Regions from separate parts of the Gossypium raimondii genome. Here region 2 is linked to region 1. The links are chromatin contacts, called in public Hi-C maps. All regions are on one chromosome and are shown on one strand. Each heading gives the region's core, a stretch centred on a gene start, on an enhancer-like site or on the middle of the called end of the contact. The rest is flanking DNA. Distances are from core to core; before and after follow the strand shown. Region 1 holds the start of LOC105762826 (hypothetical protein). Region 2 holds the start of LOC105761906 (methyl jasmonate esterase 1).

What was found. Hi-C and Micro-C count contacts between places; a contact is called where the count stands out from the background.
Region 2: a contact with region 1 is called in a Hi-C map of leaf, with 2.0 times the contacts expected there. The contact joins the promoter of LOC105761906 here to the promoter of LOC105762826 in region 1. A contact is called at or near these places in 2 of 2 Hi-C or Micro-C datasets (both in leaf).

Annotation. Positions count from the first base shown.
Region 1 is chr12:2,980,318-2,987,372 of ASM2569854v1, reverse strand. It overlaps LOC105762826 (hypothetical protein), which reads right to left and starts at 4,217. Exons shown (of 1, transcript XM_012580748.2): 1 at 2,897-4,217. The coding sequence starts at 4,024. The coding sequence ends at 3,020.
Region 2 is chr12:3,163,748-3,170,802 of ASM2569854v1, reverse strand. LOC105761906 (methyl jasmonate esterase 1) reads left to right here and starts at 3,077. Exons shown (of 3, transcript XM_012579844.2): 1 at 3,077-3,615; 2 at 3,695-3,826; 3 at 4,307-4,679. The coding sequence starts at 3,175. The coding sequence ends at 4,597. LOC105762835 (hypothetical protein) reads left to right here and starts at 4,828. Exons shown (of 4, transcript XM_052625687.1): 1 at 4,828-5,290; 2 at 6,896-7,055. The coding sequence starts at 6,938.

The DNA.
Region 1 (7,055 bases), core at 2,968-5,467:
TATAATGGTAGTCATTATTCCATTTTATTGTTCGAATTCTGCATCAAATTCATAGATTTATCACATTTCCATATTGGCCCTCCGGCTCGTATATCCAATACGTATGAGCATTCAATGCTATCGATATTCATATATATTTTTTTAATCAATTTCTTATTACCATTTCACAATTATCAATCCAATTTATATCTCGCAAATCAAATATCACATTTTATACCCTTATTAACCTGACTCGGATTCGAACGGATACACAGATGCAACCAATCACTCCAATTTGACACCTATGCCTATCGGATTAATCCAAAAATGGTAAGATGCGCCCAACGCTGGTCAATATAACCAAAAAATAGATGTGCTCAACAATAGTCGGTATAACTGACAAATGGGTGTGCCCAACACTCCTCGACACGTAGTCGTATAACCCTTAACTATTCCTATCCTATGGCATGCTAACTATATCTGATTCTACCGAACATTTAATATGGTACAATTTCTCAATTTCATTTATAAGTTAATTTCTCAATTCCATATCATAATCTCATCAATCAATCATCAATTCACATAAGTGACAATATAATTCATCTTGATTCCAAGTTAATTTTATAATTTCACCCAGTCATACTATATTAAATTTAATCTTCTATCTCGGTAGTCAATCAATTTCATACTAGTACGATTGAAATCATTATAGAAAACTATAAATTCATTTTATATATCATAATTCAATTCAACATATTAAATTTGTTTTATCTGTCAATTTATCCTTCATTTGCAAATCAATCCACAATTCACCTTTTGTACCAAATTGTGAACCATTCAAATTAACATCAAACAAATAGAAATTTACAATCAAATGTAAAATAATTTAAATACAATCATACTATGCGAACTTACCTGAAAAAAAAAACGATCAGTTCTCTAAGGACTAATCAACAATTGTCTTTTTCCTAGGTTAATTTTGGTTTGGTCCAATTCCCAAATTATACAACCATTCAATTGAATTTATAAATTTCAACTCTCTTATTTCATCCAATTATAAACATTTATCAGCTCAATTTCATTATTCAGTTTTCTCCTAAAATTTTATATTTTATTCAATTTAGTCCCTAAAACTGGACTTATCATATCTTCCAATTTGAACTTCAAATTTTAAACCCACTTTAGTTATGTCCTTGTACAACCTCCTATTATCACAATTTATAAAATTTTATACAAATTTTGAAATGTTCGCAATTTAATCCCTAAACTCAAAATTAACAAAATTTACTTAACAATGTAATCTTATTTCATTTCTATGCTTCAAAATCTACCATAAGCATTCGAAAACATCAATTAGCATCAATGACAAATTTATACATCTTTAATAATTTTGAAAATAGAAATACGAATTAAATAGACCTAATTGCAACGATCTCAAAAATATAAAAATTACGAAAAACTTACTTAGAAAACATTACTATGCAATGACCCTAAGTTGGCCGAACATGTTCAACAAAGGAGTTTTGAAGTTTCATTTTCGGTGGAAGAAGAAAGTAAAAAGATGTTTGCTTTTCATTATGTTTTATTATATTTATCTAACCATTATTTTTAATTAAAAAAATTCAATAAAACAATGCAAAATTATAACCAAACCGTCCGCCCATATGTACTACGGTCTAATTTCCTTTTAAACCTTATTTAATTTACCATTGAAGCCTTTTAATAATTAATTTTTTTATTTTTACAATTTAGTCCTTTTTACTTAAGTAACTATCAAATCATTAAAATTATCGGGCCAAACTTGAATCCATTTATACAAAAATTCCATAAATATTTAATAAAAATATTTACGAGCTTCTTTTGATGAAAATGAGATTCCGATACCTCATTTTTCAAAACAACTGACTGTTAGTACGCACCACTTGTACCTTGACTAACTAACCAATTAATAAAATCTATCTAATCAAAATTCACCATAATACTATATTTAACTCTTAAATATTAATTACTAATATATACGTACTCACTCATCGAAATTGTGATCTTGAAATTACTGTTTTCAACTCCACTGAAAAATGGGCTGTTGTTGAAGACAGCGTCTTGCAAAGGTATCGTGATGCTAGCACTGTACTATTTTAATTATGTTTAATTAATTTTTCAAGTATTTATGAAAAGTCCTTCAACATTATTTATTTTACTCTATAATAAAGTGATAACTTGAAGTTAATTGATGATGCATAGAAATGCATCAAATATCTAATCTAATAAAAATTAACTTATCCAAAAAAATAATTTTACTGCCAAATTTAATTAAGCTTGCCACCCAATCTTGCATTGACACCAAATAAAAAATCCCCCGTACAATTTCATAAAATTGGATTCCCAATATAAATTACACTTGTGAAAAATAAACAACATTTACTAATTTTAGTAGGAATTGTGTCCTAAAGTTAATAGAATTAATGACAAAAATCATGCCGTATATGCACACTACCAAAGTCCCTATGATTTTATGTTAGCAAAAATGGTTTGGATACTTTTAAGCTCATATAATTTTCAGTAATATATTCAAAAATCTAAAAATTTGGTATAAAAAATAAATCTCTACATAATCGGATTAATTGAAAGTTGACTAAAATGTTTTCCAGCCATTGAAAATGTCAGAAAAATTGCAATAGTTTTGGCCCTATCTGGAAATACTGTGAGCTGCTTAGTTGAGGTTGAGAGAAATTAAATGTTTGTTGGCAGGCTCCCCAACTACTTGATAAACAATATTTTTTTGGTACCCAGCAAACAAAACCTAGTTTGAAGTACCGGACTCCATGTCTTTATTTTTCTCCATCTTTTAAAGTAGCATAACACTAATATACATGTAATTTGAGCACATAAGTTTGAAACCTCTAATCTATAGCTGTCCTTTATGAATTTCTTACTCCATTTCTTTTATATAAACAAAGTGATACATGAAAATATGTAAACATAAAAAGAATGAAATTTGGGGAATGTGTATTTTCAAGAAAAGAGGCATTAGATGAGTGGATCAAGATGATCCACGTGTCAATGACCCAATGCCCCTGGAAATCTCATGCATTCCTGGATTGAAACCCAAGCATCCAAGGAGGCCTTGCTTGTAAGGTAAAAAGGTCTTCCTCTTCATCTCCTCCGACACGGCCCGGTTCGCCGTGTAATGCAACTCGTGAGCCGAAACCCGTCCTCTCCGCCTCGAACTCGACACCGAACCCATGCTATCAGTGGAGCGGAAGCTGGCGTTTTTAACCTCCTCCTCCGCCTCTTTCCTTGACAAAAGAGCATATTTCCTAAGGGGATCTTTACTCGCGGCCCTCCCTTCTGATGCACTCCGGAACAGTAATAGGTCTTTCAACTTCCATTTTTTGTTGACTTTTGAGAACGAAATGGATGACAGCAGGGAGGAAACATAAGAAGATTTTGGATTGTTTGCCGTGGAAGATTCATTGTTTTTCTGGGAATTTGATGATGTCTCTTCTTGCTCGAACATGATGTCGGATACCCTTAACGGAGACAATGATCTGCTTTTCTTATGAACATAGTTGCAGGCTGAAGACGTTGAAGATGAAGAAGATGCAGCAGCAGAGGTTCTTTCTCTCCCGCGTTGTTGTGATCCAAACTGTATGTCGTTTTGACCATGTTGTCGCTTTGATTTTGGAGAAGAAACGGCACTTGAGAAAGATTCATCATAACCAGGCGGGGGTTTCAAAGGTCGAATCTTTCCGCCATCGAAGAGCTCATCGGCTGCAGACAAAGAAGGTATTTCTAAATGCCCACTGAAGTTGAACTCGAAATCCTCTTCACACCCATGGCCGCCATCATCATCATCATCATGGTTGCTCTGACGCTTTTCCTCCCATTGAAAAGGATACAAAGAAGAAACATGAGTGGGACTGGATGGAGCACTGAAGAGGAAATTGCCGAAGCGTTGAGGACTTGAAGGAGCAGTCATGTATGGAGATGAACAGGCGCTATCGAAGTTGAAATCCACAGCGGGGAGTGGCGCTACCATTTCCATCTCCTTTAGCTTCTCGGGTTCTCAAAATTCAACCACCATAAACATAAAAATCAGGGGATTTTATCGAGAGGAAAAGGGAAAAGGGAAGGAGAGACGAAGGAGAGTAAATTGACCAAGTCGACTGAAGCCGCCTTTACAATCAACACTTCCAATTAATGAATTCGTTGATTTCAAGCATGGATTTTGGACATAAAATATTTGTATTTTTTATGAAGTAAATTTGAAAAAACTAACAAATATTCTAATTGAACACTATTTGATATTTAAAACTGATATATTGTAGTTGCTTATTGGGTTTTCATCTCATTGTGAAAGAAAAATATTAGATATCACTCACATGTATAATATGACTATTTTTCTTGTTCCCCAAATAATCTGACTACTTTTTCTTATGAATTTTCAACATCATAATGGGTGAAGAAAGTTTATATAAAAATAATGTAATTTTAGTTGAAATGGTAGAATAAAAATATTGTAATTTTTATTAATTTATAAAATATGATAGCTTTTTAATACTTTTTAATTAAATTAGGGTCCAGTTAATTCATAATAAAATTTATTAATCAAAGGAGCCGTGCCCAAATTGAAATATCAAATATAGTGCTGTCATCTTGATTCTTTTCTTTTTTTTTAAAATCTATCAAAATGACTGCAGAATATATTTTATTTAAATCTTTGTTTATGGGTTAATTGAAAAGGATAAAGTAGGATGATTAATCTGAGAGCGACCTTTAAAATGTAGCTTGCCTAGCCAAGCCCAGAAGTCCTTAAGTGATCAATTTTAAATATTTATTTGATATAATAGGATGGTTTTTTTTATATATACAAGTGAAAACAAAGAATAAAGTCAAATTCCATTTAAATAGGGTTTAAAAAACTACTTAATAATAAAGTTTGAGAAATTAAAAAGATCTAGCATGTTATTAGGTTTTAAGGTTTTGGTGGGTTGTGGTTTTGTGTCGGCGCTTGTTATGTTTTAGATTCGCTTTGAATTTTCTTTGTTTTTGTGGTTTTTGTTTACTTGGCTGTAGCATCTGCTCTGTTGTGTTTCGAGTTCTGTTTTCTTGGTATTGAGATTTCATGATGGAAAGGGATCTGGCGGGGATGTCTCTAGACGGTGAGGACGGCATTCTGGAGGTCTAAAGACAAGTTAATTCTGCAGTTACGGAAAATGAGTTTTGCTTATTCACTTCCAGGCGATGAGAAGCACGATAGCAAATTTATGGCATTTTGTTAATGGAGTCCATATCTCAGATCTAGGAGAGAAACCGTTCTTGTTCTTGTTTCGTTTCTTTCACGAGATGGATATGGAGCGAGTAGCTAGTGGGGCCCCTTGGACTTTCAATAATCATTTGCTGATGATTCATCGTCTTGAGGAGGGGAACGATTCGATGAAGGTGCCTTTAATTCTAGCAAATTTTTGAGTTCAAGTACATGATCTTCCATCGGGTTTCTTCTCTGAGCCACTGGCTAGAAAGTTAGGAGATTTTATCGGGAAATTTTTGGAGTATGATAGTGAGCGTTTAGAGAGGGGGGATGCGAAATTGCTTGCGGATGAGGGTTTGCTTGGATGTTAGACGTCCTTTAAAGTGGAAGAAGAGGGTCATGTTTTCCTCAAGGATATGTGGTTATGCTAATTTTAAATATGAGCGTCTGACGCTGCTTTGCTTTTTTTTTTTTTTTTTTTTGTGAAAAGTTAGGGCATAGCAACTCGTTTTGTCAAGCAAGAATGGCTCTAGGAGTTGAGGTAGCAAGATGGGTTGGGATTTGACCTTAAAAGCTCAATCTAGGCAAGCTATGTCTATGAATAGTGTGGCTCTAGAATATTTTCCATATTAACAACACCATCTTAGTATAACATAAAAAAACAAAGTTGGTCGTACTAATGTTACAGGCCACGGATCAAACCCCGTGACAGATGCATACAGAATGTCTATGGAGGTCAATTGATTAAATGGGAATCATTTGACCCACTTAAACTGGCATAATTCGTGGAACATCTGAAGAAGCCCATCTACTTGAAGCATTGGTGGCCCAGTAAAACATTTACATAAAAACTAAGGTTTCCATGGTATTTATGGAAACTAGTCTTAGAAGATTTGATTTTGTAATCTTAAGGGATCATGTAAATCCTTAAGAATCTTAATTGTTGATTGGCTTCAATCTCGACTGTTGATGTAAAGTAAATTGTACCATTGGATCTTGGGGAGCTCAACTATAAATAAAAGTGTTCCCCTTCATTTGTAATCTTCTCATAGGATCCCATTTGATCCCATTGTATCCTCATTCATAGTTATTGAATAGTATTGAGAGCATTTACTCAAAACTTTGTGAACGTTGCTTTCTTGTGGCTTTTTCTGTTATTTTGTTGATTCTTTAGTTTTAAGTTGTTTCTGCTTTATTTTCAGTGCATTGGAGAATTCTCATTGTGAATTCTCACTTTTTGAGAGTTAGGCTAACTTAAGGCGCATTTGAAGCGAAGAAATCACCGAAGGCTGCACAGATTGCAAGACTAAAATTCTAGCCCCGTGACACCAGCAGGTTGCATATCCATACCTTCAATCATAAGTGGAATTAAGATGATCCATACTTCATATAATACATGGAAAAATGAAACCTTGATAATCTTAATGATGCAAATTCAAATTCAAATGATGATGAACTCAGTCAAGAACCAACAGATGATGATAATGAGCATCTGTTAAATATTAAAGAGGGAATAAACCCAACAAGTATGCACTAGAACAATTAGATAAAATACATATGATGTTTATTTTCTTGTTATTTTTATTAGTAATTGTATTATCAACTACTTGTTTAGACTAATATGATACATGTCATTATTTGATTTTAATTTTGTTACTTTCATAGAAATTATTTTATCATACTAATATTATTATAGTAATTAAATTTTTTTAAAAATATAAATTATTTAACTATGTAATTACAATTTATACTACCAAACATGACATAGGGAATTACGATGTAGTTACACTATGTCAGCCAAACAAGTCTAGGGAATTACAATTTT
Region 2 (7,055 bases), core at 1,828-4,327, 180 kb before region 1:
AATTAATAATGGTAAAATTGTACTTTGGCCTCCAAAAATGATAAAAATTTGGTTTAACTCTTTAAAAATTATAAAGATATAGGTTATTAAAATGATGAAATTGTATTTTTACTATCGCAAAAATATACAATTTAATTCCACCCCCAGAAAAAAATTCAGGCTCCGCCACTGCTTGTCACTATATCTTTTACATTTCAAACACGTACTAAAGACTGACTCTTTAAAGCATAATTCTACAATACGCCTTATTTACAAATAGTGCACCGTATGCATAGCAACCTACTTCGCCACTACATTGGCACACTCCTAGCTTGTCCCTCCCGTCGAGCTCGTTCATACGACAATCTGAAACATAATCATAACACTTGTAAGTTCAGGAGAACTTATTGAGCTTGAATATAAATTACCTTTTTAAACTTTCTTGTTGAATTCTTCATCATGCATAATCGGATTACTCAATTCTATTATTGGCGAATATCTTCACATCGTCAGATAACCTCATCGTTCTTAACTTATCAACTTTCATCTAACTAAAAGGTTGACTCAAGATTTTACCAGTTAATACTGCCTTTCTCTTCCCTTCAACAACCATCAAATAGTTATTCCAGAACAATCAACCACAAGTACTATTCTCTTAACGGATACTATTTACGAATCTTACTTTTGGCGGAGTACCATGATAAGTTTGCTAAATCAGATCATATCCTGATACGAATTAGTACACATTCATACTGATAAGTAAACTTCAGATCATCCAAATGAATTCCGCACATCTTTGTTACAAAACACCAGACATTCAAGATAACAACTTCAATTCCTTAGGAACTCAGAATTAGACATGATACGATTTAGATGTGGCGGAGTCCAAATAACTCAAAATCAACCCTACATAGTACAGACAACTCAGACCAATGGATACTTATATATTTCATAATTGCGAATACACCCATATTTTTAACTAACAAATTACCATGGAAAATTCCTTTCTTGAACATACAGATATATACTTCCTTTCAAGAAACTTCCCTAATGACTCCTTCGATACATCACAGAACTAACCATACCAAAATAACTCCAGACATATCATTTCTTATCATAAAATTGATTATCAGGGAACACCCAGAGTGTACCCAGAATTCACCATAATTGCGATACATAATTCACCACATAGACTTAGCAGAGTACGCATCAAGGGCCAAATAGAATATGCCACAAAGGTAGCATACAGAATACGCCACAAAGGCTAATTAGAATTAGCCACAAATGTCAAACACAATTCGCCACAAAGGCTAACCAGAATTTGCCACAAAGGCCAATCAAAATGCCACCCAGGCACTCCATGAACTATTGTGTTTGCGATACGAATTTGTCTAAACTCACATCATGTGAGGTTTGCCCATCATCGCCCTGGGACACATAGAAAACCTCAGTAGATAAATGCGACTCATTCGCCTCTTTCTAAAATGTGCCATGACCATGGACTTCTTCAGAATTATCTTACCGAAATTCATGTTTATTTTCCTGACGAACTTCTTTAAATACCTTCGTGGTGTCAAAGCTCACATCACACAATCTCCCATCACTTTTTTACACCTCATTTCTCTAACATTTTTAATCACACATCATATATCTAACATAAGTATACACTCAAGTAGGCTATACTCATTTTCTTAATCAAATCAGACTTCAATACACGTTTCACACACATAAACACAAACATGTATCACAATATGCGTCCCAAGCACACACTCACACACATAATTGCTTCAGAGAATCACTTACACCCACACATACAAATCATTACATACTTAACTCACAAGAACATTATACTAAGATTATATTTTTTTTCAACAATCATTTAAATACTCATGCATCGTTATTGGAACATCAATTACAAGAGTCTATCTAGAAGAATTTGTAGGAGTCGACATTAGGGACTCACATGATACTCACCCATTGTAGCTCTAAGCTCCAACCCAGACATCCTTCTGAAACCAGCAACAACAATTGTTTAAAGAACATATATTCACTATTACAACCCTCATGCACACAAATTTCATGACATCTAAATCGTAGATAACCCCATGCAAGACCTTATACTAACAACTTATTGTTCGTATACCCCTTACAAACTTACCCTTTCAAAACTTAACATGCAGAACCGTAAGACTTACTCGGATATGGAACAACCATTGATTAAACCTTTCCCATAAGAATTTTAGTCAAGGACTGACCTTGGGGCACAACTTAAACACTTTCATCTTGTATTTTTAAATTTAAAGTAAAAATGTATGGATTTATGCCCATCTTGTGGGTGTTATCCACCGGCCAACCATTTTTTAAGAGTACAGAAAATCAGTCCTGATTTTAGCCCCCGTCTAACAGAGTTTTCCCCACTAAAGTGATTTTCAGAATTAGGGTTGTAAATGAACCGAGCTTGAACAAACAAACATCTATTCATGTTCGTTTGTTTAATGGTCACGAACATGTTCATTTAACTTAATCAAACATGTTCACGAACATATAATTGAACATGTTCACGAGCAATGTTAATAAATAATAAACAAACAAACAAACAAACAATAAATACATACACACACATATTGTTTAGATATAAAATAGTTAAATATAAATATTAATAATTATATTATAAATAAAAACAATACAAACTAAGATAATTTTATTAATATATACTAAGATAATTTTTATAAGAAAATATCATTAATAAATAAACGAGTCATAAACGAGTTAATAAACAAGCTTATAAACGAGCTTGTTCATGAACATAAACGAACCGAACACACCTCAATTCGTGTTTGTTCGTTTATTAAACGAATATAAAAATTTTATTCATACTCTTATTTAACTTAATAAACAAATGTAAATGTTCATTTACACCCTATCTAAAATATATTTCTCCACTTTGGAGTCAACCGCAAAATCGAAAGAGAGAAACCCATCTTCATATCGTTGTTTTGGTCCCCATGCACTTCATTGAAGATGAGAAAAAAAAAAAAAACTAACACAAATTATTTATAAACCCATATTAATATACTATTTTTTCTAGTTAATTTGACATTCCAACTGAATGATTTATAATATTGCATTCAACCAAAGTTTCAAGTGAAGAGCTTTGTCCATAACCAGATAATACCCAACACCCAACCTAAAAACATGTATCAGATTTGGAAGCTCATGCTCTTAGTTTCACTTTTAATTTGCCACCTTCTATCCAAGGTGCCGGCAACATCATTGGAGCCACCAAAGCACTTTGTGTTGGTTCATGGGTCTTGCCATGGCGCTTGGTCATGGTACAAGGTGGTGCCACTGCTAAAATCTGGTGGCCACAATGTTACCGCCTTAGACCTGGGTGGGTCAGGGGTTGATCCACAGCAAGTCAACACTCTGAGATCGATCTCTGATTACATAAAGCCCTTGAGGGAATTCATGGCATCGTTACCCGATGAAGAAAAAGTGGTGCTTGTTGGTCACAGTTTAGGCGGTTTGGCCATCTCTCAAGCAATGGAAATGTTTCCGGAAAAAGTCGCTGTAGCAGTTTTTGTGACAGCCTCCATGCCTGGTCCAACACTCAACGTTTCCATTCTCATTCAGAAGGTACGCATGCAATGATGCAATGATCCCTTTTATTATTGAATAAATTATTGAAAAGAAACTAGTTTGTTTTTGTTGAAAGGCATTACGTGATCAAGATTCCCAAATGGACAACCATTATACATACGATGATGGGCCTAGCAGCCCTCCAACCACCTTCACTTTTGGTCCAATGTTCCTCTCTTCTAAAGTCTACCAGCTCAGCCCACCTGAGGTACGATACTCTCATTAGTCATTACTACTTCGGCTGAGTTTTTAATAAATTACTTGGTAATTCCGGTAAAAATTCATATACTATTTAAAATTTTAGAATTTAGAGATAATAATCTTTTTTTAATAGAAAATAAAAATAAAAATATGTAAAAAATTAGAAAAAAATAAAAAAATATTTTTATTGTTTTCATTAAAAATATTTTGTAAGAATGAAAATGATTAAAACAAGAACTATTAATTTTAGATGAACCGCCCCTAATTTTTAGTCTCTTTACTTTCTAATTTCAAAATGCATGTTTTAAGCTTTTTTATTAAATTTATTGGTGCGAGATTCAAACTCATCTGATAACCATGTAACTAAGAAAATGACATCGTAATGTACATGAAATTAATGAAATTCTGCATTATATAAGATACTTGTCACATCTTAAATCTATTTATAAAATCTAAAAGAAATGTATGAATAAAAAATTAATTGCAGGATTCTGCATTGGCAAGTATGTTGATGAGGCCAATACGGTTGTATAGTGCAGAAGACATGTCAAGAGAAGTAGTACTCTCTCAGAAGAAATACGGGTCGGTTAATCGGGTTTTTATAATTTCGGAAAAGGATTTGGTCTCCAAGGAGGATTTTGTAGGGTGGATGATCCGGGAAAACCCACCCCGTCAAGTTGAAGTGATCAAAGGGTCCGATCATATGGTGATGATGTCCAAGCCTATCCAACTTTCTAAACTGCTATTATGCTTAGCTACAAACTACAGTCAACGCTAGAAGAAATTTAAATTATTATAATCTATTTATAATATTTTTATTATAAGATTTTAATGTCCTTTAAGAATATAATTTTATATCATTCCTATTTTTTATACACTTTAAATACAATTATGATATATATATATATATATATCTTTTTATTAATTAAGCCCCTGAATATTTTTTAAAAAATTAATTAAACATTTATTCTTTTTGCACTCAATTGAGTCTCAAATGTTAAAATCTCAATCACTTAAGCCCTTAGACTGTTAAAGTTAACGGTCAACCGTTACAGAGTAATGTCAACTATTTTTCTAGGTTGTTTTCGCTATGCGACACGTCAAGGTTGTGCCACATGATAAAAATTGATATTTTATATTTCCACTCTCATGGAATTAAATTTCCTATGATTTACATCCATAACTCTAGCTACTTTCTCGCAATATATGCACTTTGTATCCATCATTGTACATGCTTTTTCAACCACTTTTATAAATAACATCTCTGACCTTGTGAATGTTGAAGTCTAACGGTTTATTTGAGTGTGTAAGGAAATGACTATGGCCAAACCTTGAGGAAACAATCAATTGCTTTGGGTGTTGCAACATTGATGCAATGATGTCGTGACACCGACCCTCCATCACCACAGGGGAGCAAAACTTCAATGAAAAATCGACCTGGAGTAGTCCGCCAAAGATGTCGTGACACTAGGTGTGTTATATCATGACACTAAACCCCAATGTCTCGACTCCAAGCCTTTGAGGTCATGACTCTCCTGTTGAAGGTTGAATAACTAAATTGAGAAAGACCACAAAATCAAAGTTTACCCATATTTTTAATTTTTATATTATAAAAATTAAAATAAATTATATATAAAATAAAATAGAATACAGTTCCTCTTTGATTAACACAGCTTTTAAACTTGCTTATCTTAAACCGTTCAAAGATAGATTCACCCATGCGTAAAATAGTCACGCTAGTAGCATAGCCTGGCTCTACCTATAAACCCTCCATCTACACGAACGTTTCTTTCTCCTCTATAAGCTCCAAGTAGAGAGAAGAGTCCCGAAGCCCCAACTATCAAAAGATACAATCTTATCCCTCCCACACCCATTCTCCCGCTATATCTGCAACAATGGCCATTTTGTGCCCTTCATAAAAGAATTTCCCCTCTGCAAGACATTTACTCATTAATCTCTAGAAAGGGTCTTTGTGATTATCGAAAATGGCCACAATCGCTGCATGTTCTTCTCACTTGTTATCTGCTTCTACCCATTTCCATGGCTTCCCTAAAACCTATCTAAAAATTCATTCCCCTTTTCTTCATAAGCTCAAGGTAAAGCTTTTCTGTTTCTCCTTTTGGGTTGGTTACCAATTAATTCCATTCTGAATATTGGGTTTTATATTCTGCTTTTAATTGGGTTGACTTTTTTTTGTGAGCTTTTGTCCTGTGTCTTTCTCAGTCTAGGGTAAAATTAGATATTAGAAATGGTTCTTGAATTGCATAATCTTATTGAATGCTTCATTATTTACTTGTGAAATCACGCGTCTTCCTGTATCCAATATTCTACAGCTGCTTCACGTTCATTCGCTCAACTAGCTAGCTTTTTTCCCATGTTACTTTGTATTTCGACTAGTCGTAATACTTGCCAAAATAGCTATGGCTCTAGCTAGTGCTTCAAGTTATTCCGCTTGTATTGAGCTTTGGCCGGGTGATTTGTGTCTTACCTAACTATGTTCATTGTAAAGTATGAAGGTACCGGATGCTAACAGCTTTTAAATTGATAGGCTGTTTTAGGATTCTTTGTTTGTCAAAAGGAGCATGGGAAGTTATATGTTTATTGCACTTGCACATGTTTTATTTTGTTCAAATAACAGAAGTATTCCAGTTCTTGAATTGTTTCGCCTATCACTTTAAATTTTCTTTGTGATAGTGCTATGTTTTTGTTTGTGCTTTGAGGTATGATTACTTATTGGTATATGAATTTATTTTTACTCGAATTGTTTGGTGAATTTGCTTAAAATTTTGGTTCTACAATCTATAGTAAGAAGCAGGTACTGTTCTTTTAAAAATAAACTGCCCATTTGAATGTCTGCTTTAATTCTTGTATCCTATCTCTCCTGGACAAGATTATTTTTGGCCAATAATCTTCATGTTGGATTCATCTTTTTAAATTTAATTTTGACACATGGAATAATGATTTTTTTTGTTAAAGTTCAATGGTTGCTTACTAATTTACTTTTGCTTATTTTCCCTTTAATTTAAAGACAAGATTATTTATCATACTTTTTTGTGTGCTTACTTTGTTGTATCAGGACTCAACTCAGTATCTTGAAGCACACAAATGTGGTTTGAGCATGAAACAAAACCAAGTCATTCTGAATACTAAGCCAAGTATCTGTTCTGCTATAAATATGGCCACAGGCGAGTCTGGTGATCCTGAAAAAGTAAATTTTGACAATATAAAAGAGAAGG